Linked DNA regions of Mus musculus: all the other regions are linked to region 4. The links are chromatin contacts, called in public HiCAR-type and promoter capture Hi-C maps. All regions are on one chromosome and are shown on one strand. The core of a region is the stretch at or near the end of the contact, and the rest is flanking DNA. Distances in the headings are between cores, read along the strand shown.

Region 1 (3,779 bases), core at 810-3,309, 1.3 Mb before region 4:
TAACTTTTCTATTCTACAAGACATAGATGACAGCCAGGCGATTTTTAAAGTGCCAACCTCTCTTCACTTTCAAGGTCAGCTCCGTCTATCTAGTGAGTTCTGGGACAACCAGAGCTACATACTGAGACCCCCCTGTCTTGAAAAAACAAAACAAAACAAAACAGCTAGGCAGTGGTGGCCTTTAATCCCAGCACTCCGTGGCAAAGGCATCTCCTTGAGTTCAAGGCCAGATTAGTTTTCTGAACCAGTTCCAGGACAGCCAGGGCTACACAGAGAAATCCTGTCTTGAAAAACAATGGGCTGGAGAGATGGCTCAGCCGTTAAGAGCACTGGCTGCTCGTCCAGGTTCTGAGTTCAATTCCCAGCAACCACTTGGTGGTTCACAACCATCTGTAATGAGGATCTGATGCCCTCTTCTGGTGTGTCTGAAGACAGTGACAGTGTACTCACATACATAAAGTAAATAAATCTTAAAAAAAAAAAAGGCTGGAGAGATGGCTCAGAGTGGTTAAGAGCACTGACTGCTCTTCTAGGGGTCCTGAGTTCAATTCCCAGCAACCACATGGTGGCTAACAACCATCTGATGACCTCTTATGGTGTGTCTGAAGGCAGCTACAGTGTACTCATATAAATAAATAAATCTTTTTTAAAAACTATAAAGTTGTTTTTTTTAAAAAAAAAAAAAAAAAGTGGATGAGCCACGTGCACAGCACAGCTCACACCTTTAATCCCAGCACTGGAGAGGCAAAAGCAAGAGGATTTCTTTGAGTTTTTGATCAGTCACAGCTACATAATGAGACCATGGCTTTGAAAAGAAAAAAGAAAAAGAGTGAGAATATAATATAAACATTGTTCTACATAAAAACATGAGATAATGGGAGAAAGGCATCCAAAATATCATCTGGCTCTTTGGGGGCGGGGAGAATGGCTCTGTAAGTGCTTATTGCTGCTGTTCTCGGTGAGCTAGGAAGGTTGAGAAAAGAAGCTATCAGAGTGGGCGGGGCCTGAGTAACTGCCAATTTCAATTTTTCGATCAGACTGGAGCTACCTTGGGATGTAATTTTTCGGTTCTGCGCTCCTAGAGGGTTTCAATGCTTTTCGGTTTTCTTATCACGTGAGGCGTCGTGAGCCCCTTCTTCGAGATGAAAACTAGACTGTCCTGGAAAAGCGCACCTAGCGTCCGCACACAATTCCTAAGTGTCGACACATGTTTTAGCCGAACTCCTTCCCGTAGGAACTCAAGGGTCTCCGGGTTATGAGCCTCAACTCTACCTACCCTGCTCTGCCCCAATCGGGCCAGCTGCTACCACGCCTCAGAGTGTAACCAAAACAAAAGCTCTGAGGTCGGCGCCCCACGGAGGCATCTCCCAAGCACAGGCGCACCCCCCAACCTGGGCTCTGCCAAACAAAGACCAAACTCGACCCCGGGACCCGGCCTGCAGAATGATCGGGGAGCAACGCGTGTCTGGGTCATTCTCAGATTCTACCACGGCTACTGGTCACTTCCAAAGAAGAGTTCAAGCAGACTGTGATGCGGTTTCAGATGAGATGCTTCCTGAACGTTCTCGGACGAGAAGGAGAGGCACGGGAAATAAAAAGGCTGCACTAATTTCCTGTGGGCACTCGGAACTCAAAGTAAACGTCCCAGAAAGGTCACCGCAGTCCGAAGCCCACTGCCCCCAGTCAGGCTAAGGAGAGCGCGGGACAGGGGCGCCGGGCACCGCGAAGGCTCCTGGGGACTGAAGTCCCTCATTCAGCCTTCACAGTAATGTTGCGGGACTGGACCAGACAGCGGGACTACAACTCCCAGTAGGAAGTGCGCCTCCGTGTTGCTTACAGCCCCTCATCAAAAGAACTGGTCCAAAACTGCACCTCTAAACCCAGGCTTTCTCTTTACACCAAGCAACTGTTTAATATGACATACTGAAGTAAACTTTGGAATTTAGGGGTAGGGATCATCGTACCTTCTCCCGGAGCCAGAGCCCCGTCGACTCGCGCCACCGCCATACTTGCCGCTTGCTAATGACACCAGGCAACCGTCTTCTGCCGTTCTGTAGAGCATGTAGTCAGCAGTGGGGCGCTGCAAACTACAACTCCCAGGATGCACAGCACTCACTCGACCCAATTGGCTCCCTGATGGGACTTGCTGGCTACAATGTGGGAGGTAAAGCTTAGAAGACCCGGGTTGACACCTAAAGTTGATCTGGTGAGCAAGCTGTATTGTTAGATAAACCATTTCACTCCAGGGCCAGGTGTTTGAGAAATTCGACACTTTTACCACCTGGCACATTATAAAGACGTTGTTTAAAACTGAATTTGAGAACTCATTGCCAGAAGTCTCTATGGCAGCTACCCATTTTGACAATTCTGAATTAAGTTTAAAAGGTTTTAGCTTCTCTATAGGAATGACAGTGAAATATTTTGACATAGTCAAATGGATACGTTATATTTGCAATTTACCCAATCTTACCTAATTAAATAGATTTAAAGCCTCAGAAACTGATATTTTTGTTTTAAATGGTGGTTCTTACACATTGAACAGTTTGGTCAAGGAGTATATTTGATACATATGTACCCAGAACTTTTTCCAGAGTATTCAAAAAAGTTTAAAATAGTTTCCAGAGTCAGGAATACTTACTTTACCTGGTTGGGAGGGCACAGGCTGATCTTTTTTTGATTTAACTATGAACTCGGTAATCGGGAACTAGAAATTACAATCTTTGGACAAAACTTGACAGGGGAAGTAAAATTAAGCTAGGGTTTACAAGGTAACTCAATCGTACAAAGGGGGCTCCACTTTCTTTCATCAACTGCTCAACGTACTAAAAGCTACTCTTGGTGTTCGAGAAATTCAACACTTTTACCACCTGGCACATTATAAGGACATTGTTTAAAACAAACTGATGTTGAGAACTCATTGCTAGAAGTCTCTATGGCCGCTACCCATTCTGACAAGTCTGAATTAATTTTAAAGGGTTTTAGCTTCTCTATAGAATGACTCGCTATAAGGCTCTCTCTGAAGTCTGAGGATTCCTGTTCAGGAAAATTCAGTAACTTGGTGCTTCTAGCTTTTCAGGCTCAAAATTCTAAGAGCATTTCCTCTTTCCTGGTTCCCTTTGGCATCACTGCCCTTAAAGACCTTTCTGTTTCCCATTGCTTTAGTCTAAAGATACTTTTCTATTTCTGAAGAAACAATAAGAATTCCCCCCTTCATTTTAACCAGTAGACACCTTACTTGGAGAACAGTCTTACAACTTTATATGTCTGAAAACAAAGCAAGCCTGTCGTGGTGGCCCAAATTTTAATCCCATCAGTTGGGAGGAAGACTATATATTGTTAGATATTGGAAGAGGCAAGCAGGAGGATGTCTGTGAGTTCAAGGCCACCTTGGTCTACATAGTGAGTTTAATCATAGCCTGAGCTATGCAACAGAGAGATTCTGTCTAAAAACAAAACAAGTACACATGTACACACACACATCAGACACACACACACACACACACATCAGACACACCGGAAGAGGGCATCAGATCCCATTACAGATGGTTGTGAGCCACCATGTGGTTGCTGGGAAATGAACTCAGGACCTCTGGAAGAGCAGCCAGTGCATAAATTAAAACAATTGGAGAGGATGAAGAGACAGCTTAGCCAGTAGGGGAGTTTGCTGCCAAGACTGATGATCTGAGTTCAAGTCCCATAACCCACACAGTAGAAGATGATCACCCACTCCTGAAAATTGTGAATTGTGTTCTGAGTTCCACATGTGTGCTACCTCATTC
Region 2 (3,850 bases), core at 574-3,073, 1.4 Mb after region 4:
AAGGTCAAGTTTAGCAATACCTTGTTACTAATTGTTACACATGCGTGCATGCATAGAAATAAAGAGAAATACCAGAGAAATAAAGTGGGTTCATCAAACTCTCTCTTAAAAGGGAAAATGAATACACTGATATCAGGGCATAAAATTCATTATTTTTAACAGGGGAAGGATCAAATTAGCAAGGATTCGGAGAAGCATGTGGAGTTTGAAGATGAGTTGTATGTTTGTACCTAGTGAGATAGCATACAGCTCATCAGAATGTCCTGGCTTGTGGGGTTACACAGAGAATGAAATCATAGTACACAATAGAGAGCCAATTTTACACGCAGACGAGCACCCCTACTGCATAGCTTCTGTTTACAACTTACTGACTTCTTATTTGTCCAAGGCAGCTTTTGGATGCATCAAATTGCTTATAGAGGGAACATCTTCATATACTACAAATAGGACTTGGGAGTAATTTACCAGGAAGAGGTGTGTGTGTGTGTGTGTGTGTGTGTGTGTGTGTGTGTGTGTGTGACTGGTTTTGTTTCTTTTGAGACAGGGTCTTACTATGTCGCCCTGGCCATCCTGAAAGTCTTTAAGTAGACAAGGGTGGCCTCAAATTCATATAGGTCTACCTGACTCTGCATTCTGAGTGCTGGGATTAAATATGTGTGCCACTATGCCCTTCTAGGAAGATGGTGGCTTTTATTTTTTTCTCATACAAATCCGTTTGTTTGTTTGTTTGTTTTTAAGGATTCCAGTAAGCACTGTACATTAAGATTAAGGTGGAATCAGAGAACAGGAGAGAGAGACATCCAAACAGGCTGGAAGCTAGTACACAATTTGTTCAGGGTAAGTACACAATTAGTTATTTGTCTGGGCAAGTCTCCTGAATTTCCCATTTGGCTTATTCTTGGCTAGCTTCACATTAGCAGAGCAGGATCATAAAGGAGAAGTTTCTTACAGAAAATTAGAGAGATTCCTTTTCGTTAAAGAGCTTCATTTATCACCAGGAGGCCCAGCCAGACCCAGGCAACCTTCCAAAAGATAATTCTTATCTTTCCTTCTCTTCCAAGTCGGCCTCCAGCCAGGGCACACTACAGCTAAAAGTTAAGGGTTTCTCTCCTCTGCAAGCTTTGTCACTTCTCGTGAATTCATTTGCCTGCCACATCTGCCAGGCCTGAGCACGCATGCTGCTCCAGGTAGTTTGTGGTTGCATTTGTGTAAGAAGCAGGGGAGTGAACATATCGGTCAGAACCATACCCACTGAGCTCCAATTCCTGCTACAGCCAGAATGGAAGCTTGTGAAAGAATAACCAGTGGCCTCGATTATTATTTGTTAGTAGAAATTAGAATCATCAAGGATAGTTAAAGGGCAAATGAGCCCTTCTGATACTATAAAATAATGCTGGCAATGATATATGCTTGGAACAAAACTATTAAATGTGTGAGCTTCTGTCCTCATATTTTCAACGGGTAGGGCTATGGGGAAGAACAGAGATCCAGGATAGTAAACCGGAGTGCGAATATTTTCTCTGGATCTACTCAGGAGCCCACTACCCTGAACTCTTTGGGTAAGCCAAGCACAGGGACAAGGGTGCATCCTCCAGACCCACAGCCAGGACGAAGACAAGGGGTGTGTCTCCGAGTTGTTATTTCTGCCCGTTTGTCGTCAGCCTTCTAACCCCACTTTTGCTCACTGTGGGTGAGCGAGCAGGGCAATCCAAGGTGTACGTGACTAAAGCGCCTATCTTATCAGTCCAAGCACCTCCACAGTCCTCTGGCAGCACAGGAGGCCCGCGTGCGAGCAGCAGGACCCACCTCTGTGCGCAGGGTGCAGTCTTATCTGCTCTTTCCGGGAGCGGTCAGGCGAGTGCAGGAGGCGATAGGACGGGACTACAGTTCCCAGCAGCCTCCTCGGCTCCCGCCAGCAGCCTGCGACCTACACTCGCAGCAGCTCTTCCGAACTCCACGTAGCAGTGCTGGGGAGTCTGGGTCTCAGGACCCTGGGAGCTCCGGTGGGTCTGCAGGATCGGATTTGCCCAGTCCCGGCGGGAGATGGCCTTGCGGCTGGGCCGCCTGGGTTCGGACCCCTGGTGGCGAGCGGTGCTGGGCGACTATGCTCAGCTGCGCGCCGCGTCCCCGCGCTGCGCGTCCGCCCGCGTCTGCCAGCTGCCTGGCACGGCTGGTCCCCAGCCTCGCCGCGGGCTGGGCTACGGCCCCTGGGCTAGAGGCGGGTCCGGGCTGGGGACCCGGCTGGCCGCGACGCTGGCGGGGTTGGCAGGGCTGGCAGCCGCCGCCTTTGGGCACGTGCAGCGGGCGGAGATGGTGCCCAAGAGCTCGGGGGCGCGGAGCCCCTCACCTGGACGGCGGGAGGAGGACGGGGACGAGCTGGCCCGCCGCTGCAGCACCTTCATGTCCTCGCCGGTGACCGAGCTGCGGGAGCTGCGGAGGAGGCCGGAGGACATGAAGACCAAGATGGAGCTGATGATTATGGAGACCCAGGCTCAGGTGTGTCGGGCACTGGCGCAGGTAGATGGCGTTGCCGACTTCACTGTGGACCGGTGGGAGAGGAAAGAAGGTGAGGAGAGAGCTCCTGTTTCTTGGTTGGGCACCAGTTGCAGTTTAGGATTGGGGATTTAAAGTAGAACAGTTTTTACAGGGGGGTGGGGGTGGGGGGTGATCTGTCAGAAGGGACAGACTTGAATGACTGACATTGAGAGAGCCATTCGCTTTCTACTTGCAGATGTGGACCCAGAGGTGCCAACAATGTAGGACAAGTCACTTGAAAATATTGGCAATTCATAGTTGCACTTTTTTTTCTATAGGTTTGTTAAAGAACATCTGCAGGCAGCAAAGTGAAGCTTTCATGTTCAGTTTGTTACTGAACACGTCTCCCCCCCCCCCCCCCCCCAACACACACATTTTTTATTTATCCATCTGGGTGCATTTGTCCCTGCCCTATTAGAGGCAGAAGAAACACTGATCCTTTATGTCTGCTAGATTCCCTATGTCAAGAGTCTCCCTACTGTTTTTTGGCGGGTTATATAAGGAATATTTGATTAGTCTTCCAGTAGTTCTTACTAAATTGCATCATCAAATTTCTTGAAGGATTCCTTAGAATGCCATTCATGTTGAGTCATGTATTGGTGGCCATGTTGTTCCAAACAGAGTAGTCCTTCCCTGTTCTCCCCTCCCGCCTTAATTTTAAACTTGAGGATTTCTGACTTTTTCCAAGCTGGAAATACAACAGTATATCATCAATCCATTGTGAGTTATGATGCTACCACGTCTATATTAAATGGGAGTCAGTCTGATTTTCATGGTTTTTCATCTTGTAATGTTTTAGGGTAAAAGTCACTGACCGACCCAGACACAATCTCAAACACTAGATAGCCAGCTTTGTGTAACCTTTGGAAGTTACTGTTTTCCACCTCTGTTTCATAGTTAATGAATATATGCCGAGAACTCAGAATGTCAGAAACATGGTCAGCACTTAAATCACTCCGGTGGTGTGATCTTGAATATGGTGCCCTGCTTCTTAGAAATAAAACAACTCAGACATTAGTCTTTGAGAACAATGACTCTACGGTGACCTGTTGCCTTAAAGAAAAAAAAAAAACCTATTAAACACACATATATACACACACACATAAAATTTTACTTAATTTTAAACTCTGAACCCCTTAAGAGTTTGAATAGCTATGTTTTTGAATTGCATATAAAAATTAAAGGTAATAGGGTAAAATTGAGAGTCGAAAAATGTGAAGGAATACGGAGTTCTTGTATTCAGTGAAAGTAAAACACCATTCGGTAAACCCATTCCTGCCTGTAACATTAGCTTTCTGTCTTGTGAATAACAAAC
Region 3 (3,645 bases), core at 679-3,178, 1.3 Mb before region 4:
TTGGCAGCCTTCCACAAAATCCATCAGCTGGCTCCTGCCATCTCTCTTTCCCTCACTCAGAATGTCCCATTCCAAGTTCCCATCTGTCCTCACCCGAGCTTCTCTATGGGGACTATATTTCCAGGTTTTTGTTGTTGTTTTGTTTTTGAGACAGGCTACACATGACCCTGGTAATCCTAGAACTTGCTCTGTAGACCAGACTGTCCTTAAACTCTGGGATCTGCCCATCTCTGCCTGCCAAATATCCAGAAGTTCTTTAAAATAGGTTTTTTTTTTAAATTAAAAGTTTTTTTTTTTTTTTTTTTTTAATTTTTAAATTTCATCTGACTTTCTGTGTCTGAATGTTTAGCTCTACGTGTGTACACCAGGTGGCACTGTGTGGTCACTGGAGGTCAGAAGACCCAGCTTGGTTTCCTGGAACTGGAAAACCATCTGTTGTGAGCCACCATGTGTATGCTGGACCATGTCTAATGCCAGTCCTCTACTAATTCAACAAGTGCTCTTACAAGCTGAAACATCTTTCCAGGCCCTAAAATAGCTTTTCTTTCTTCTTAAGATTTATTTATTTTTACGTTCATTGGTGTTTTGCCTGTATGTATGTCTATGAGAAGGTGCCAGGTCCCCTGGAACTGGATTTACAGTTATTGAGTTGCCGTCTGGGTACTGGGAATTGAAGTCAGGTCCTTTGGACGAGTTGCCAGCGCTCCTAACTGCTGAGCCATCTCTCCAGCCCCATAAAATAACTTTATTTTTCCTTTATTTTATTTTCGGTTTTTAGAGACAAGGTCTGTGTGTAGCCTTGGATGTCTTGTAACTCCCTGTGGGCGAGGCTGGCCTCAAAAGTCTTAGTGACCAGCCTGACTCTTCTGGGATTAAGGCTGTGCCTCCACCGGCTGGCTAGCATAGCTTTTCTTTTTTTTTTTTTTTCTTTTTCTTTTTTTCTTTTTTTGCCTGTGTGTGTGTGTGTTTGTGTGTGTGTGTGTGTGTGTGTGTGTGTGTGTATGTAAGTACACTCATGAGTTCGGGGTCAGGCAGCTAGCTGGAGTTACAGGTGGCTGAACTCTGGTCGTCTTCAATAGTTGTATGTATTCTTAACCTGCTCACCTTTCCAACTCGTAACTTCAGGTTTTGAGACAGGGTCTCACACTGTAACCAAGGCTGGCCTCAAACTTGTAGTAGTCCCGCCTTAGTTCCTGAGTGCTCGTATTACAAGTGTTGGCAATCTATTTGAACTAGTGATTAATTACTTTTAGTTTTTGATACAGGGGGTCACTATTTATGTACCGTTGGAACTCTTACTACTATGTAGACCAGCCTGCCAGTGCGTCTTCAGAGAGCTGAGATTAAAAGCTTGCCCCACAGTGGCGGGCTCTAATATTTTTTGGAGGTGGGGATTTAATTCAGGGTTTTGCGTACCACTCGTGCTATCCCTGGGCCACGCTGTCGGCCGCTACGATTTTTTTCTTTCTTTTTCTTTTTTTTTTTTTTTGGTTTTTCGAGACAGGGTTTCTCTGTGCAGCCCTGGCTGTCCTGGAACTCACTTTGTAGACCAGGCTGGCCTTGAACTCAGAAATCCACCTGCCTCTGCCTCCCAAGTGCTGGGATTAAAGGCGTGCGGCACCACTGCCCGGCAGGCCGCTACGATTTATTTTTGTTTCAAGGAATAATCCAAAGCCAAATGCAAAAAGTGACCTTCAGGTTTTACCTGCGAGATAAAAACTGGTCTGGGCTTCGTAAGAGGAGGAAAGACACGTAGAACATCCTTGTCTCTTGTTTATTAAATCCTGCGAAATGCTGGCTTTAGATTCTAGAACACTAGCCTGGAGGAAATAAAATGGCACAGAACCCAAGCCAAGAACCAACTTGGACCTTAAACGAACACCTCAAACCCACTCCCCGCCAATGCTGTAGGAAGAAAGCTGTTGCTAGGAAACAGACTGGGCGCTCGGAAGTGACATCATCTCTGGGCGCCGGGGTCAAGGAAGGGAATTTAGGGAGGAGATTCTCTCCCTCTGCCCTATAAGGTTCTCCCATGATTCTTTCTTTCTCTTCGCCATCTTTACCCCGGCAGGCCGACATCTATCACCATGAAGTAAGCGGGCGCCCGGTGTCCCAATCCGCCTCCATCCTGAGGCCGAGCTACCGGGGATGGCTCCTCTTTGCAGCGCACATACTAACGAGCTTCGCCTTTTCCTTCCAGGGTCGAGCTGTGCAGTTTCAGCGGGTACAAGATCTACCCGGGACACGGGCGGCGCTACGCCAGGACCGACGGGAAGGTAAAGGCCGGCTGGGCCGAGCGCGGCTCGGGACGCTGGGAGTAGAAGGACGGTCCTCTCTCCCCGAAGGCCCCGGGACCGCGTGTGGGATGGGAAACTTGAGGGAATATGGATGGTGTGTAAACCAGGCTGGAAATGAGTGCTGTATGTAACCAATGGGAAAGGGAAATGGGCTTCAGGTCTTTTGGAGTCGGAGAGGGCTCAGAGCCAGATTTCTTTGAGTTTAGCGCCACCCGACCCTTTGCGACTAGTGTAGATTTTTCGGCTCCTGAGAAGACTGTAGCATTGATGCCACCCTGTCATTTGTGTCACAAAGAGGTCTCTTGCCTCCTTTATATATTTATATATTGAGAAGAGAGAAGTAGAATAAAGCTGGAGGAGGACGTCAGTCTCCACTTTGTGTAAAAGGATGACTAATTTGAATTTGTTAACTGCAGGTTTTCCAGTTTCTTAATGCAAAATGTGAGTCAGCATTCCTTTCCAAAAGGAATCCTCGGCAGATAAACTGGACTGTCCTCTACAGAAGGAAACACAAGAAAGGGCAGTCGGTAAGTGGAATGCAGCTTGCTAGTAGCCTCTTTTAAAGTTACACTGTCAGATTTTGCCAGGTTAAATTTTGGTTAAACAAAACTATGCAATGTGCTCTTGAACTAAACCATCAGACAGTAGCAGAACTTGTTAGTGTGGCCTTGGGTACCATAGCCTTCCAAGCTGTGTGTTGAAATTTGAAATGATTCCTCTCTGTAAGCTTCATTTTGGGTTGAAGAGGCCCTTAGGGGATGGTAGGTGTTGCTCTGGGTGGAGGTGTGGTGCTAGGACAACAGCTAATAGTTAGGCTTGGCATGTGTGAGCCTCGTTAAATAGATTCTAGCTGGGTATTATAGTAAACAGTGGTCCCAGATGTGAAATATGTTAAGTGGGCATGGTGGCCCACTCATGTAATGCCAGTGTCTGGGAGGTAGAAGCAGGAGGATCAGTAGTTCAAAGTCAGCCTAGGCTACATAAAACCTTGTTTCCCAAAGCAGAGCACGCAGTACAGAGTTAGTGAAAAGAAAGATGAATTATATTTATTAGATCCTTTTGGATGAATAAATGGGGGGAGGGAATCTTAGAGGTGTGAAGATGTAGAGAAACAGAAATCCTAGAATAAAATGATACAGCTGTTGTAAACCTTTTAATTAACTCAAAATGTTATTTATTTTGGTTTTTTTAGACAGGGTTACTCATAGATCAGGTTGACAACTGTTAAAAAATTTTTTTTGTGTTCTTAACATCTGGCAATTCCATTCTAAGTATTGAAAGCAGGTACCCAACAAATCTGTTATCGAACTCTTGGAATGCTGAGGCAGTAGAATTGACTTTTTGTTTG
Region 4 (3,717 bases), core at 393-2,892:
GAGCACATATTCAAATAATACATTGGTGTTGGATATATTTTTTTTAAACATAGTAAAAGTTCTACCTGGTTTTTGTTATTGTTTTTTAAGTTTTCAATGAGGCAAAGGAAAGAAATTTTAATTAATTCCTTCCGTAGCTCACATTATAGTGACTATTTTGAACAATGTTAAGGTAAGTCTTACTGATGCTTCAGAGTCTAACTCACACACCAGTGCCTCCATGAGCTTTTGTAATGCATGCTGAAATGGTTTCTGCCTCTTCTGAACTCCCACAACACTTATTTACAATCTCAGAGAACAAAATTAACTTTAGCTTGCTACATGTGTACCTGTCAGTCCCCAGAAGACCAGCTACTCAACTGCTATATCGTGTATTCCTTTCTGTTATTTCTATTGTCCTCAATTAGTAAAGTACAAATTTACCAAAGGCTTGCATTGTGTGTAGGTACACCGTGACAGTGATATATAAACACTGTGAAAAACAACAGCAAAATCCATGAGTCTTACACCTGGTCAATACAGTTAGATCAACTGTAAGATATACACGTGCACACACACACACACACAACTTCAAAAGTAGAAGTGTCCACCAAAAATTAATGACCCTCAGTGGGAAAAATAATGCCTACCAAAAAGGTATTGGCAGGGTTGGGGATGTATCACAGTTGGTAGAATGCTTGTCCTAGCACACAGGAAGCCCTCGGTTCAATCCCCAGCCCAACACAAACCAGGCAGGATGGAGCTTACAAGCCAGCACTCGGGAGGAGAAAGCAAAAGCATTGGAAGTCCACAGTCATCCTCAGCCACTCAGAAAGTTCGAGGCCAGCCTTGGGCTACATGAGTTCCTTTAAAAACCAAATCTTCCCACAGCCCCAGAGACACATGCAAATGCCCGGGAGAAACAGTAACAAAATTCAAAACGCCCTCCAAGTCATGAAATTAAATTGTGAGGAAAGTGGTGGGGAAGAAAAAAAAATAATAATAACAAATGTTAGAAACTGTTGGGAGATAAACAAAATTAATAATAATAATTTTTTTTTTTAAAGACAACCCTGAACTACGTAGAAGGAATCTTGCTGGGTGTATCTCACGACCTCTGCACTGTCAAAGGTCGCGGTGGTTATTTCAAAAGATCTCATTTCAAATGGTCTGAGATCTCCATCCAAGAACTTCCTCCTTAGTGCGCCCATTCCAACTCCCTGGCTAGGGACTCGGCGAACTCAGTGGGGAAGCCACTCTCTTCGCTGGGCCAAGCGGGAGGACCTGACTTAGGCGCAGATCCAGGATGGCCCCTGAGTCCCCGGGATTCTGCCCCAGCCGCAGAAGCCCGCGGGCAGAGGGGACCCTGAAGCAGAGGGGGCGGGGCAGGGGCTCAGAGGAGGACAGGTGCCTTTTGCTCCACGCCCCGCCAGCCAGCACCTCGGGGACAGGCAGGATGGCGAACAGGAAGAGAAGGGGCCAGTGGGAATTAAACCTGGGCTCGCACTCACCAGCTGTCCCCGCCCGACGTTGACAGTGGCAGAAGCTCTTCTCCTTCCGCCATTGCTGTTGACGTCCACGTCACTTTGCCGAAAAGTGGACCTGGCACCGAGACTGTCTCAGAGATTCAGTGTCGTAAAAGGAGTTATGAAGTCTGAGACTTGAGACTCACCAGAGCGAAAGAGGGAGGAGGCGAGGAATTGGAAGGATGCAACGTCACCACGTCTCTAGGGCGAAAGGCGGAGCCCGGAGCTTTGCGAGAGGGAGAAGATTATGGAAGACCACAAATCCCAGGATGCCAAGGGCCCGCGAACGGAGTGGGCGGGGCACAAGGCTTGTGGGCGGGGCCGACCCTGGGGAGTGGGAGGGGTTCTCCGGGATGGGGCGGGGCGCCACGCTGCGGGCAGGCGTGGCTCAGAGGAGACTCTGAAAGTGAAGCATCCTGGCTTGGCGTCTTAATGTTTGGGTCTCTGGCTGTCCGGTGTGAGCCAGAATTGAGAATCCCAGCTAGTGGAGAGAGGAGGGCAAGTATGAATTCACACAGAGAAGGTAGGCTGAATAGAAAAAAAGGAAAGGACATACCACATCATTTGTAAAGACCATTCAAAAAAATAAAAAGGCCAGGGACTTAGTAAACCATACAGCACTTGCCCAGCATCCTCAATGATTCAATCACCAGAGCTACAAGAAAAATAAAAATACACGAAGGACTCTGTCAAGCTATCCAGTTAAGAAAATTATACTCTAGTCTTCTATCTTAAATATGTCTTCTAACAGCCAGGAGAATCAACTGTAGTTCTGAAACTGAAATTCCAGTTTAAAAAATCAGTTTAAGAAAGCTGCCGAGGGGGGCTGGTGAGATGGCTCAGTGGGTTAGAGCACCCGACTGCTCTTCCGAAGGTCCAGAGTTCAAATCCCAGCAACCACATGGTGGCTCACAACCATCCGTAACAAGATCTGACTCCTTCTTCTGGAGTGTCTGAAGACAGCTACAGTGTACTTACATATAATAAATAAATAAATCTTAAAAAAAAAAAAAAAAAAAAGAAAGCTGCCGAGATCCTTCCCTTCCTAGCCAAAGTCCCATTTGTCCCTCTAAATGGGCCTCCTTGTTCCGCACCCAGGTTTCATCCACAGTACCAGTATTACCAAAACACTAGCCCCTGGGCTATCTTTGCCTAGTACAGATTCAGGGAGGAGCTGAACAAATATTTTTAAGCCCAGGAACAACGATGCAGTTAACTACATGAAATTTATGGATAAATCTGAAAATGCCATTGTTAGATGAACCAAACAGATTACAAACAAAAGGCATCGTTTATGTTTGATATCAATATATTAGCAATAGATGCATGCACACTGAGAAATGCAGGGGTAATGTGTAGAAAAACTGAAAACAATTAAGTTTTAGATGGGGCAGGAATGACCAGAAATAGCTTTAATTAAGTAAAGTAAGTTTCTGTTCGATTGGTTGGCTGGTTATGTTTTGTTTTGTCTTTTGAGACAGTCTCACTAGTAACCTTGAGGAGCTCAGAATTTGCTTTGGAGACCCGGCAAGACCAGGTTTGGCTTGACTCCGGGGCTGGTGTCTGTGAGCTCCTAAGCGCAAGTGTTCTTCCTGCCTCCGCCGCTCAAAGAAGCAGTACGAGAGGTGTTTGCCACTATATTGGTTCTAATGTTTAATATTTCATTTTTAGGAGCTGAGAGGTACCTTCAAGGGTATCCATCATTTTTTTTTCTGAAATATACTTTGGTACCTAAAATGCTCCAGAATTTTAAAAACTATTTAAATAATGTAGCACAGCTGTCCCAGTGATAAACCAAAACATGATGGCTCTCCTTCCAAAAAGAGACAATAAAAAGCTGAACATTCAATTCCAAGCCTGGAGCAGATGTGTAAGGTTCAGTTCTTCATTGTGAAAATTCATTTTTACATAGAATGTGGCTATAGATGACCGTTTTAAAAAATAAAAGGTGTGGCGGCTGGAGAGATGGCTCAGTGGTTAAGAGCACTGACTACCCTTCCAAAGGTCCTGAGTTCAAATCCCAGCAACCGCATGGTGGCTCACAACCATCTGTAATGAGATCCAATGCCCTCTTCTGGGGTGCCTGAAGACAGCTACAGTGTATGTATATATAATAAATAAATAAACCTTGAAAAAACAAAAATAAATAAAAGGTGTGACTCTAGGTCAGATCGCCATTCTGAGACACATATCCTCTGATGGATCCCTTCAG
Region 5 (3,602 bases), core at 741-3,240, 1.2 Mb before region 4:
AAAAAACCCCCCAAAACCAAGGACTGCAGTAGCTCTCTGACAGGACAGGTAGTCCATGAGTCCTGTTCTGACACAGGAAATATACACATCACTGAAGTGGCTCTTGGCGTAACCCTTGATAGCTTGAAATGGCTGTGATTACACATTAAGTTGCTTGTCTCTAAATCTAAGTTTCTACTTAAGTTAAAGAGCTACACAGGGGATCGTCTCCCTACTAAAATAGAGCACGGTCGTGAGGCCCAACCCTAGCATAAATGGGGCCTTGGGTTCAACCTCCAGGATCAATAACGAGGTTGAATGAGTAGGGAAACTACTCGTATTTCCAACACCGTGGGCTGTCTCACAGAAGAAAGGTTGCCAAGTCTAGACAAAGTTTTCCAAGAGAGCTGAACACTTGCCTGAAGCTTATCAATTCAATCCTACCTATGGGCGAAATGTTTCAGTTAAGAAACTCTGCATGACCCCTGTATGTCTGATATTAAAGTGAGCTTTACGAAATCAGGCAAATTATGAAGAAAAGGGCTGCTATTTTAAGTTACCAACATAAAATAATCAATGTAACCCCAACACTGTTAAGATGGAAATATTATTCACAGGACAGAATGTCCCTCAACTGAAAGGGTGGCAAGTACACTGCATACATACACACGAATTTCTTTAGACGTTTAAGGTACATTTTAGCAGTACCTTAAAACGATGTTCTCAGTCAAGGCAAAAGGACCTTAAGTTCAAGGCCACCCCAAGATACTTTAGGCTATAGTTTTTCCTCAAACTACTTTTAACATATAGAAGGTCTAAAGTAAGAACTAAAATCATTAGCTATTTTACTAGTTTATTTTTAAAAAAAAACAAAATGAGGAAGAGACCTGAGAAAGTGGCCGTGGCTTGTAATTCCAGTACTCAGGAAGCCAGAGCTAAATGAGCTCCTAGCTCAAACCGGGGGTGGGGTGGGGGCGGGGGTGTTCGGCAATTAACAAACTTGGTAGACCCTACTTTTGGCCTTTATGCGATACTGAACCTATATGTTCTCACATTTAAGTATTTCAAGGATAAGCCCGAAGAAAGCCAGAACAGTGAAAGGCTAAAACATTCTAAGCATGTGCTAATTATCCTTCCGACAAAAGGGCGTAGGGGAAAAGAGACTACGCATTTCTTTTCCTTTATGTACACCATCAAAAATTACGGGGGTAGGAGGAACGAAAAGATAGCTATAATCTGAGTTTAATTTCGCGACAAATTACAGGAAGATCACACCTTCCTACCACGCCAACGAAATATCTGACATAGACTCCGCTGCTGGCAGCCTAAGAAAGATACCGGAAAGAAAGCGAATCAAACCCTAATTTCAAGCGTTTGCTGCTTGAGCCAGATTCCCCTCTCCCCTGCATCGCCTCGACTTATGCCATCGCAGGGTTTATAAATGTTATGTCTGAAAATACAGCAGAGAGTGGGCTGGGGTCTTCCACCTCCGCAGCGAAAAAGAGAGCATCAACCCTCGTTACGTGTAACCGAGAGGCCGGCGACCTCGGAAAGCCGGCATGCGGCCAGTGCCCGCGGCGGCTCGGCGCTCGTGCGGCGGCCTGAGTGCGCAGCGGGCCCTGAGCTCTCTGCTGTTCGGACTCCCGGGCCAAGCTCCCACCTCCCTTCGCACCGCCCGGTGGTAACCGGCGGCCTCTCTGATTAGGCGACGCGGACCTCGATCTCCCCCGCGGGCCACACCGGGCGTGCCCGGCACTCATCAGGGCCCAGCCCCTGGCCGGGCGAGCGCCAGCTCCGCCGGCTCCTGCGATGCCGGAAAGCCCCCCAACCCGCCCTGGGAACCCCAAAGAAAGGCCGGAGTAGCCCCCGTAGCCCGCGACGCTGGGGTTGTGTTCACCTCCGGCGGCTCCGGCTCGCTGCGGCTTCTCTGGCTTCTCCTCTCCCGCCTTCCCGTCCGCCATCTTCCTCGCCGCGGCCTCCCCCTGCAGCCCGGGCAAGAACGTCACGGCCCCGCCCAGCAACCACAAAGCTTCGGGCGGGCCAGCGAGGCCGCAGCCTAGAGAGGACCTGGAACCCGAGACGGGGACGGATGTGACGTCGTTGGCTGGAACGAGGTGTGTGGTGACGGCTATGGAGGACTGGGCGGTGGGATGGCACGTCCGGGTTAGTACGGACTCACCGATCGTGGAACGGTGGGTTCAATCCTAGGTGCTTCCACGCTCAGCGGTGGTCGCGGCTGGTCCTTCATTTTACGGGATAGGGCTGTGTTCTTACAGAGAAACGTCAGCAGTTAACGGACGCTGTCTTAGTGTTGACACCGTCCAGTGCGGTCCGGTGTGCAATTATCGTTTCCATTTGTGCAATGACACCGAAAAGAGACTTATGGAAGATCACGTCGTAGAGCCTTACGGAAATTGGGGCGGAAGAAATTTCCGCGGCTTTTGCATTCGTGAAAAATTCAGCGTGAGAGTTGTAGCAAGCAAGCAAACATTAAAAGCAGAAATAGGTATACGTGGAGGTCAAGGGCGCTTCCTGCTGTTTCAGAGGACAGTTCAATTCCCAGTTGGGTGGTCTACAGTTAACTGATAACTCCAGTTCCAGAAATCCGACTACTAAGAGTTCACACTCACTTGCATATATTCAAACACCTGTTTAAAAAAAAATACATAAAAAACAAACAAAATCCCCGGCTACACTCCGAAGGGCAGGAGCTGTCTTTCTTACGGAGAAGGGTAGTTTGCTCTACTGCAGTTTGGAGATGTCGGCTTTGTATCTACCCTATTCCACTCATCCCTTCTCTAATAACGTTTAAAATACGCCCCAGCCCAGCTTCAACGTTCGGAATTGCTTTGAATTAGAAGTTATTCACTTCTTGGTGTTTTTCAAGGAGTTTTCTTTACTCCTATAAAACTGTCTGGAGTAAAACTGTCTGCTGGTTAAATCGCCCTATTCTTTCAAGGTAAAAGTATCCGACAGAGTTTTATCATAAAAGCTAGTGCCAGTCTTGTCTCTTAACCTTCATGGACACAATGAACAGCACAAGAGTTGTCTTGTAGCGTTCCCTGCCTCTGTGCTAGCACCAGCACTTGTCTTATACTCAACAGTAAAATACAGGACTCGTCTCTTCCAGATTGGAAACACCTGTTAAGTCCTGCCTCTCCTAGAAACCTTTAGTAGATTCATTTAGTGTCAATGAAATCCATGCATCAAGTATGCTACAGCCTCATCTGTTTCTTACTTCTTTTTCTCTATACTCATTCCTCTGCCCAAATTTGGTCAATTCCTAGCCTGTAATATACACCCAGTATTAGAGAATATAGTTCATTCTGTCCTCCAAGCAACATTGAGTGTTGCTGTCCACAGACCTGCTTTTACTTCTCCATAAAATATCAGTGGACTGTTGGTTGTACCTCAGTTGGCCAAGTGATTGCCTAACGTGCAAAACCCATGGTGGGTTTCATCTCCAACACTGCATAATGAAGTGGTGGCACATATGTCTAATTCCAGTACTTGGGAAGTGGAGATAGGATCAGCCTGGGGTATGGGAGACCCTGTATCCAAATAAATGCTAGTACCCCTTCAACAGGTGATCATGGGATAAAGGTATCATCCTTAGCTACACA
Region 6 (3,649 bases), core at 80-2,579, 1.3 Mb before region 4:
ACACCTTTGCTGGTTCTGCTTTTCCTATGTCTACACCTTAGGCTTGGATCCTTTGGCATCGCTTACTTTGAAACCCTTGATATCCCTTAGATAGCTACAGTAGACTGCCAAGTAGAAGAACCACTAAATAGAGTGGCCAGGGGGCATTGCTTACTTCAGTTGGCAAGGGCTAGTGGTACTAAAATGAATTTTGAACTGTGCCTTGCCATGGTCTCTCAGGACAACTGGATTCTGGAGCACTAGGAACAACCATTCCCTCTTCAGTGACCTTCCTTCAGCTCCTTTCTCAGTAGCCGATTACACACTTGGTCAACCCAGAAGAAATTATGAAAACAACAGACATGGAAAGAAGATAGTAAGCCCAGTCAAAAGGGGACAGAGCCCCCCACACTGCTGGGTTAAAGTATGGTGTGCCCTCCCCCTGAGAGGAATCAGACAGTCATGAGGGTCCTGGCAACCTGCCAGCTTCAAAGACACCCTAATATTCCAAATGACACATAATGCCTACAGGAAGAGAACACAATCACCAGGCAGTGTGATTCTTCATCCATTGGGAACACGGCAATAATCTATTGTTGATGAAAAGCAAGGGGGAAATTACACTTTCATATACATTTTTGCAAAATCCTGCCTCACAACCTCTCTGAGCACCACTGCCCTTCTGAACTTGAGTCAAGCAGAGACAGAACACAAGCCAAGATCTCAACATCCCACAGAGGACTGTCACACACATGTTCCTCCCTGCATGACTTCTCTGATGCCTCCAAAACTGCAGCTCAGTAAGGCCTGGGTAGTCCAAAGTATGAGGAGACAACAAGATAAGAAGCAGCTGGCGCCACAGCAGCGATGAGACTGGCGATAGGGACCAAGTGCAGTGTCGCCAAGCTCTCTGCACTGGGAGTGGAAAAAAGAAGAGAAGTAAGGGGTGGGGGTTGGGGGGAGGAGAGGGGCCTGACTGCGCTCTCGGGTACAGGTCACCTGAGGTGCCTGCTACCAGGCGCTGCGGCGCTGCAGCAAGTGGAGAAACTGAGGATGGAGATGTTCAGGCTCGCCCTGCATCCTCTCTGCAGCGGCTCGGATCATCCGGACCTTGGCAGTCGCAGCCCAGGGCTGAAGCTCTGCCTGCGTCTTCGACCGGGGCCTCGGCTCCCGGGCTCTGGAACGCAGTTGGGACTCCCGGGGCCGCAGCTCCCTACACCCGGCCGGGGACGTTAGGGACCCGAGGTCCGCGCGCGGAACACAGGGCTCTGCAGCTGCGGGGCGCACGAGGCACGCCGCACCGGGCGCTCTCGGGACAGGCTCCGCCCCGCCGCGCGCATAGTCGCAGCTCGCACTCACCGGGTCTCCGGTCTCGCTCGCCGCTCGCCCTCCCACGGGATGTGGACGCTCCGATCGGGGGCCTCCGCGCCAGGCTGTTCTCTCCCGGCTTCCTGACCGCGCTACGGAGCCTCACCCCCGACCCCCGGCTACGATTGGTCCGACTATGGGCGGGGCGGGGCGGAGCGGGGATGTTGACTGACAGCCGCGCAAGCTGAGTGATGTGCCCAGTGGCGAAACAAGGAGTTGGCACTGCCTGTGCTACCCGACCGCCCCAGGGAGCTTGGGTTAGGATGACTGTGTACCTCCGGAGATACACTCTAGCCCGAGGGCTGGACCCTTTTGGAGACACAAATACAGATGACCTTCGGACATCAGCGTTTCCCCGGAGCGTCCCCTCAACCGATTCTCTTCCTGAGAACTAACCACAATGCTGGCCTAGCAGTGGCGGAGCTGCTGGTACCAGAGAAACACTGCTTGCCAAACGTGAGCATAGAGATCTTGAAGCTTCTCTCTTTGAAGTTAGTTCTTGGCAAAAGCGCCAGGATATTCCACCCAAACCACCCTCAATGCTGGATTACCCTAGTTTGGACGTTTTATGTCAAAAGCAGCTTGGTGAATCTGAGATACTGAGAGGAGTTTCTAGAGGACAGAAAGGCCTGTGTGGGACAAAAGACGTTCCTGGCTTAGAGCACAGTGGGGTTGGACTTACTTTTAACCAGAGCAAAATGCTGGGGGATGGGGTGGAGTCTGGGGCTGGAGAGATGGCTCAGCAGTTAAGAGCACTGGCTGCGTGCTCTTCCAGAGGTCCTGAGTTCAATTCCCAGTAACCACATGGTGGCTCACAACCATCTGTAATGAGATCTGACGCCCTCTTCTGGTGTGTCTGAAGACAGCTACAGTGTACTCATATACATTAAATAAATACATCTTTTTAAAAAATGTTAAAAAAAAAAGTCTGCCCTCAGACTTAGTCCCAAGTTGAAGTAGAATCGATATGAATTCCAACTGTCATTAATTATCATTATATTTATTGACAATGGAGCTATAAGAGCCTGAGGTCAGGAAGAACAGAAGCAAAACAACTGTCTTCGGGGCATAATAAGACCACTGGGTTCATGAACGCAGAGCACCTGTGCTTGCCTCTACAAGACTTGAACAAAACCAACCCACCAACATTCTCACATGGCAGGACAAAGGGTTCATGTGTACACACACATTAACTGAAGACCCAATGATGGCATCTGGGAACAGGAGATACTGTTTTCCTAAGGGTATGGACCCTGATAGGTCAACCACTCTCCGGGGAATGGCTTCCCACCTGTTAAGTGTTTGTGTAGCACAAACTGGACTAAGTTGTTTGTTTGTTTGTTTGCTTGTTTGTTTGTTTAAATTAAGAGAACACAGTGAAGGGAGTTGGAGATGGATCACGGGGGAATAGAGAGAGAGAAAATAATCAAAATACATTGCATAAAGTTCTAAAAGGATCAATAAATTTATATTAAAAACTTACAGATTCTGCCAGGTAGTGGTAGCTCACATCTTATTTCCTAGCACTCAGGAAGAAAAGGAGGGCAGATCTCTTACGTTTGAGGCCAGTCTGGTCAGCGCCTGAATTCCAGGACAGCCAGGGCAACACAGAGAATCCTTGACTTTACAAACAACAAAAGTAGCCGGGCAGTGATGATGCCTGCCTTTATCCCAGCACTCGGGAGGCACAGGCAGGCGGATTTCTGAGTTCAAGGCCAGCCTGGTCTACAGAGTGAGTTTCAGGACAGCCAGGGCTACACAGAGAAACCCTGTCTCGAAAAACAAAAACAAGAACAAAAACAACAAAAAAGTATAGATTCTGAGAATAAGTACTAAGTGAGTAGTGGACCCTTGTCTGGTATGTGCAAGGCTCTGGGCTTGATCCACCCCCACCCCCACCCCTGGCCCCCATCACCATCAGCTAGCTGAACATGCTTCCATTTCCTGAGCCCATGCACTGAGCAGCAGTGAGGGACAGGCAGCAAGTGGCATCTCTATTGTCAGTCTGCCTATGCCTTGAGGTTGAGCCCCTGGTGTTACAGTCCCCTTGTAGGCCTTCATCAGCATCCTTAACAGACAGCCATGTACACTACAACTCTCAGCCTGGGGTCTGAGGATTTGCTGCATCTCTGGTTCCAGGGATGAGCATGTTCCCTTTTGTGAGGGGGGTTGGTTTTTTACAGCCTTTTTCCAACTTTAAGCTCTGGTTTCTCTATGTCCTCTTTCTTCTCTTCCTGCCCTGGGGTTGCTTCAGCTGGTCAACTGCTTTCTTCATATGTTCAGGCAAGCCATTGCCTAAGGC
Region 7 (3,837 bases), core at 131-2,630, 1.4 Mb after region 4:
AAAATCTAGTCAACCCTAAATGAAATTATAGAAGATAATAGGGTAAATACATCTCTTTATCTCTCTAACTCTCTCTCTCTCTCTCTCTCTCTCTCTCTCTCTAGTCAGGGAAGCAGAACCAGGAGTGATCTTGGGTATACATGTGTTCACATAGAACAAACACAGATGTATTATTATGTAGAGAGACAGAGACAAAGTAAGACAAAAAGAGGGAGACTAAGACAAGGTAGAGGGGAGAAGGGATCTTTATATTAAGGACTTTGGGCTCTGGCAAGTCCACTATCTCTAGGGATGGGGGAGGGGCCAGCAGGCTGGAGAGCTAGGGAGAGCATGCTCTGGTTCAAGTGTCTTTGCAAAGAGAATTTGCAGTATCCTTTCTTGCTCAGGAAACAGTCTTCAGGTGATAAACAGAGACTCACCGTCCACATTATAAACCTTCATTTCACCTAAAATATAAATTAACAGGAGCATACAGGATAAGGTTTGGCTAAATATCTAGGAAATGTGATCCAACATGGATTCACCAAATTAATGACCACAGGCTCTGACCAAAGGTCAACTCTTGGGCATGCATGAAGAACCTGTTTGTGTTACATGAACATGGGATAAGCACAGTAACACAGGAATGAAAGTAAAAAGAAAAGAAAAAAATATCAAAAGCACATCAAAAGACCTATTAGGTTATTTCAGAGAATCAAAGCCCAGGGAATCTAATCTGACAAATTGATTCACTTGTAGAAATGAGTGTGACAACTCAGCAAAGGCCAGGGAAGATTCCTGCTCCATCTGTGCCATGCATAGTGTCTTAGTCAGGGTTTCTATTCCTGCACAAAACATCAAAGACTGAGAAGCAATTTGGGGAGGAAAGGGTTTATTCAGCTTACACTTCCACATTGCTGTTTATCACCAAAGGAAGTCAGGACAGGAAGTGACACTGGGCAGGAACCTGGAGGCAGGAGCTGATGCAGAGGCTGTGGAGGAATGCTGCTTACTGGCTTGCTTCCCCTGCCTTGCTCAGCTTGCTTTTTTACAGACCCCAGAACTACCAGTCCAGGGATGGTACCACCTGAAGTGGACTGGGCCCTCCCTTCTTGATCACTAATTGAGAAAAAATGCTTACAGCTGGATCTCATGGAGGCATTTCCTCAACTGAGGCTCCTTTCTCTGTGATAACTCCAGCTGTGTCAAGTTAACAATGCACAACCAGCCAGTACACAGAGTAAGGAAAAGAAGGCAAGCATGGCTCAAGTCATTCTCAAAAGGGTAAAGAAAACATTCTAGCCAAATAATACTTTATGTACTTTTATCTATCTTTACTCATAATTTAGTATAACCTTATTCTTTTATATTAGCAAAGCCACTAGATGGGGCTAGTATTTCACACTGACTATTAAGAATGACTGGGCTAATATTTGGGAATCATTTTCATGGTCCTGGAGCATTCTACAAAATGAGATCATGCACTTGAAGACAGGATTCTCAAGGCTCAAAGGGATTGTTGCTACTGGTTTGGGGCGGGGACTGGTAGCTTCTTTGTAACCCCAAAGTTCCCAGTAAGGGACGTGCTTATAAATATCAATGACATCGAATTAGTGGTAACATTATGCCAGGTGAAAGGCAGAGCAATAAGTATAATAATGTTAAGAGAATTAAAGACAAGATCCAGACTTGGTCTCCTCTAAGCCTCCCAAGCTATTGTTTCCTCACTTAACATGTGAGTGTGGCTGCCGTGGCCCTCTGTACACATAAGGTTGATGGGAACTAAGAAAGTGCTGATAAAAAAAAAAAAAAAAATCAATGATCTTGGGTTTAGATGGGTCAATGATGTTTGCCCTGTGGTGTTCTCCTAACATTCAGTTGCAATTGAGGTTAGCTCTTATCTAACACAGGACATTCATTGCCAGGAGAAATGCCAGGAAAAAAAAAAAACTGAAGGGAAGGAAAGGTTTATTCTGGCTCTGGGTTTCAGCAGGTATGGACTGTGGCTGTCCAGCAGGAGTTGGGCATGTCATATCAGAAGGAGAATGAGGGAAGAGAGAAAGGACCAATGAGGGAGGAAGAAAATGAGAGAGAGAGAGAGAGAGAGAGAGAGAGAGAGAGAGGAAGCGAAGGCGTAGTCAGGAGATTTAGTCCCAGGCTACATCTCCAGTGACTTTTTTGCATCACCTACTTCTTACCACATTCCTTCTAATAACCCCCTAGGAGACAATCTTTTGATGAGGGTAGAGCCCTGGAAGGTCCTATCACTTCTCAAAGACCATCAACTGGCAGCCAAACTCTAGTTTCTGAGTCCTGAGCCATGTCATATTTAAAACTATGGATATGGAATATGGATATGGAAACTGCACAGATTCTGGTGACAATGAGAGTGAAAATCTGAACAAATACTTGGAGCAAGAGAGAGGGGTCTCTTGAAAGGATACATACTGGGACTGGATGTGGCTATGTTACTACTTCCAACCCTGCTTTATTCATCTTGACTTCTATGCTTGCTGGATGGAACCTTCCTGGTCTAATTTAGAAAGAGAAGAAAAGAAATCATTGGGTATCTGTGAGGTCTCTAGAGTGTATATTCTTATTTAGTTATTCTGTATCGCCTCACTTCTTTTACCAAAACAAGGAAAAAGTACTGATCGTCAACCTTCAGTAAAAGACAGTACCATAACTTCCCATCTTCATTCACATGTGATCTGAAACTCCTGCTTCAATGATAGCCAGCCACTACATAGACTTCTGCACTCGGCCCGTTCTTGTTTATTCTCTATTGGTTGGACGGTGAACATTATCACCCCTGAACCTCTTCCTTTTCCTTTTTAGTGCTGTCTTCTGCCCCACTCCCAAGACACTGCAGCAGAAGCCCCAAAGGCTTCTTGTTTTCTTTAAGATTATCTGTTGTTGCCCTATGTTCTGACATTGACAGTGACCTGTTCAGTTGTTCTGGGAGAACTCAAGTTTTCAGCATTGTGAGGCTCATATATACCTGTCCTGTCCTCTTCTTGGGACACATTTGCATTTGTCAGCCAGTGCAATAAACCTATAGTAAGAGATAAGTGTGGGTTTGTTTTTCTCTCCCTCTGGATCATTCAACCTCTTCAGCTCTGAACTCACCTTTCATGGTAAGTAGACAAAGGCCCAAAGGGTAGTACAAGTCTTTACCAAAACCCAAGAGAGTGGATTCTTGACTTCTAAGTATAAAAGGACAAAGATAAAATATCTTACATGTATATTTTCCAAGACAGTAAAACAGTCTACCAAGTAACCAATTAGGACTAAAATAAGGGTGTCCCTCTTGGAAGTTACTATGGTTTGATTGTGAAATGTCCCCACTTTAGGATTTTCCTGCTGTGAAGAGACACCATGACCACTGCAACTGTTACAAAGGGAAACATTTCATTGGCTCTGGCTTAGTTTCAAAGTTTAGTCCATTATCATGGTGGGAAACTTGGCAGCGTGCAGGCAGACATGGTGCTGGAAATGGAGCTGAGAGTTCTACATCTGGATCAGCAAGCAGCAGGAAGTCAATAGTCCACTAGGCCTAGGTGCTTCTGAGACCTCAAAGCCTGCCCCCAGGGACACACCTCCTCCAACAAGACCACACCTACTTCAACAAGGCCACATTTCCTACAATGCCAGTTCTTATGAGGCCATTTTCATTCAAACTACCACAGCCCCCTCACCCCAACGACCCCCAAAGCTTTTTTTGTTTGAACAGTTAGTTCCAAGTTGGTTGTATTCTTTGGGAGATCAGAGAAATTTTTTGACTTGCGATCTGGTCAGCTGAACAGGCCCTGTGAGTGGGGATGCAGGATTACAGCTAATCCTCATTCTGTTTCAAGT

The links. Promoter capture Hi-C pulls out the DNA fragments that hold promoters and counts their contacts. HiCAR-type assays count read pairs that join an accessible place to other places. Capture Hi-C pulls out chosen DNA fragments and counts their contacts.
Region 1: a promoter capture Hi-C map of pre-B cells shows a contact between it and region 4, with 4 times the contacts expected there. The contact joins the promoter of Cep97 here to the promoter of Tbc1d23 in region 4. A contact is called at or near these places in 5 of 39 promoter capture datasets (the C10 cell line, the HPC-7 cell line, liver and 1 more), 1 of 484 Hi-C or Micro-C datasets (B cells) and 2 of 115 datasets of contacts at active chromatin or transcription factors (astrocytes and large pre-B cells).
Region 2: a promoter capture Hi-C map of liver shows a contact between it and region 4, with 4 times the contacts expected there. The contact joins the promoter of Cpox here to the promoter of Tbc1d23 in region 4. A contact is called at or near these places in 14 of 39 promoter capture datasets (the 3T3-L1 cell line, 3T3-L1-derived adipocytes, the C10 cell line and 9 more), 5 of 484 Hi-C or Micro-C datasets (the Ba/F3 cell line, CD4 T cells, the N1E-115 cell line and 1 more), 3 of 115 datasets of contacts at active chromatin or transcription factors (astrocytes, embryonic stem cells and forebrain) and 2 of 9 other capture datasets (adipose tissue and liver).
Region 3: a contact with region 4 is called in a promoter capture Hi-C map of neutrophils, with 4 times the contacts expected there. The contact joins the promoter of Rpl24 here to the promoter of Tbc1d23 in region 4. A contact is called at or near these places in 5 of 39 promoter capture datasets (the HPC-7 cell line, hematopoietic stem and progenitor cells, hippocampal neurons and 2 more), 3 of 115 datasets of contacts at active chromatin or transcription factors (astrocytes, embryonic forebrain and large pre-B cells) and 3 of 9 other capture datasets (adipose tissue, liver and pancreatic islet).
Region 5: a contact with region 4 is called in a HiCAR-type map of astrocytes, with 3 times the contacts expected there. The contact joins the promoter of Pcnp here to the promoter of Tbc1d23 in region 4. A contact is called at or near these places in 3 of 39 promoter capture datasets (the HPC-7 cell line, hippocampal neurons and liver), 2 of 484 Hi-C or Micro-C datasets (B cells and olfactory sensory neurons), 3 of 115 datasets of contacts at active chromatin or transcription factors (astrocytes, pancreatic cancer cells and stem cell-derived neural progenitor cells) and 2 of 9 other capture datasets (adipose tissue and liver).
Region 6: a promoter capture Hi-C map of liver shows a contact between it and region 4, with 5 times the contacts expected there. The contact joins the promoter of Nxpe3 here to the promoter of Tbc1d23 in region 4. A contact is called at or near these places in 1 of 39 promoter capture datasets (the C10 cell line), 2 of 484 Hi-C or Micro-C datasets (B cells and CD8 T cells), 2 of 115 datasets of contacts at active chromatin or transcription factors (large pre-B cells and pro-B cells) and 1 of 9 other capture datasets (liver).
Region 7: a contact with region 4 is called in a promoter capture Hi-C map of liver, with 4 times the contacts expected there. The contact joins the enhancer-like site here to the promoter of Tbc1d23 in region 4. A contact is called at or near these places in 6 of 39 promoter capture datasets (3T3-L1-derived adipocytes, embryonic stem cells, hippocampal neurons and 2 more) and 1 of 115 datasets of contacts at active chromatin or transcription factors (pancreatic cancer cells).

What each region holds. Positions count from the first base shown.
Region 1 is chr16:55,932,789-55,936,567 of GRCm38.p6, forward strand. It overlaps Cep97 (centrosomal protein 97), which reads right to left and starts at 2,060. Exons shown (of 11, transcript NM_028815.4): 1 at 1,965-2,060. The coding sequence starts at 2,007.
Region 2 is chr16:58,668,385-58,672,234 of GRCm38.p6, forward strand. Cpox (coproporphyrinogen oxidase) reads left to right here and starts at 1,824. Exons shown (of 7, transcript NM_007757.2): 1 at 1,824-2,566. The coding sequence starts at 2,044.
Region 3 is chr16:55,964,347-55,967,991 of GRCm38.p6, forward strand. Rpl24 (ribosomal protein L24) reads left to right here and starts at 1,929. Exons shown (of 6, transcript NM_024218.4): 1 at 1,929-2,092; 2 at 2,201-2,276; 3 at 2,714-2,824. The coding sequence starts at 2,088. It overlaps Gm6958 (MLV-related proviral Env polyprotein-like), which reads left to right. Exons shown (of 1, transcript XM_001480210.4): 1 at 1-702.
Region 4 is chr16:57,229,824-57,233,540 of GRCm38.p6, forward strand. Tbc1d23 (TBC1 domain family, member 23) reads right to left here and starts at 1,643. Exons shown (of 19, transcript NM_001358433.1): 1 at 1,491-1,643. The coding sequence starts at 1,543.
Region 5 is chr16:56,027,727-56,031,328 of GRCm38.p6, forward strand. It overlaps Pcnp (PEST proteolytic signal containing nuclear protein), which reads right to left and starts at 1,991. Exons shown (of 5, transcript NM_001024622.2): 1 at 1,877-1,991. The coding sequence starts at 1,940.
Region 6 is chr16:55,893,950-55,897,598 of GRCm38.p6, forward strand. It overlaps Nxpe3 (neurexophilin and PC-esterase domain family, member 3), which reads right to left and starts at 1,330. Exons shown (of 6, transcript NM_001134457.1): 1 at 979-1,330.
Region 7 is chr16:58,626,396-58,630,232 of GRCm38.p6, forward strand. No RefSeq gene overlaps it. Among named protein-coding and RNA genes, the nearest start is that of Ftdc2, 10 kb to the right of the region's middle. Within about 2 kb of position 1,381, at least 10 of the 459 cell types and tissues checked have an H3K27ac peak or open chromatin away from gene starts, as enhancers often do. A contact at or near this core is called in liver, where this site is marked.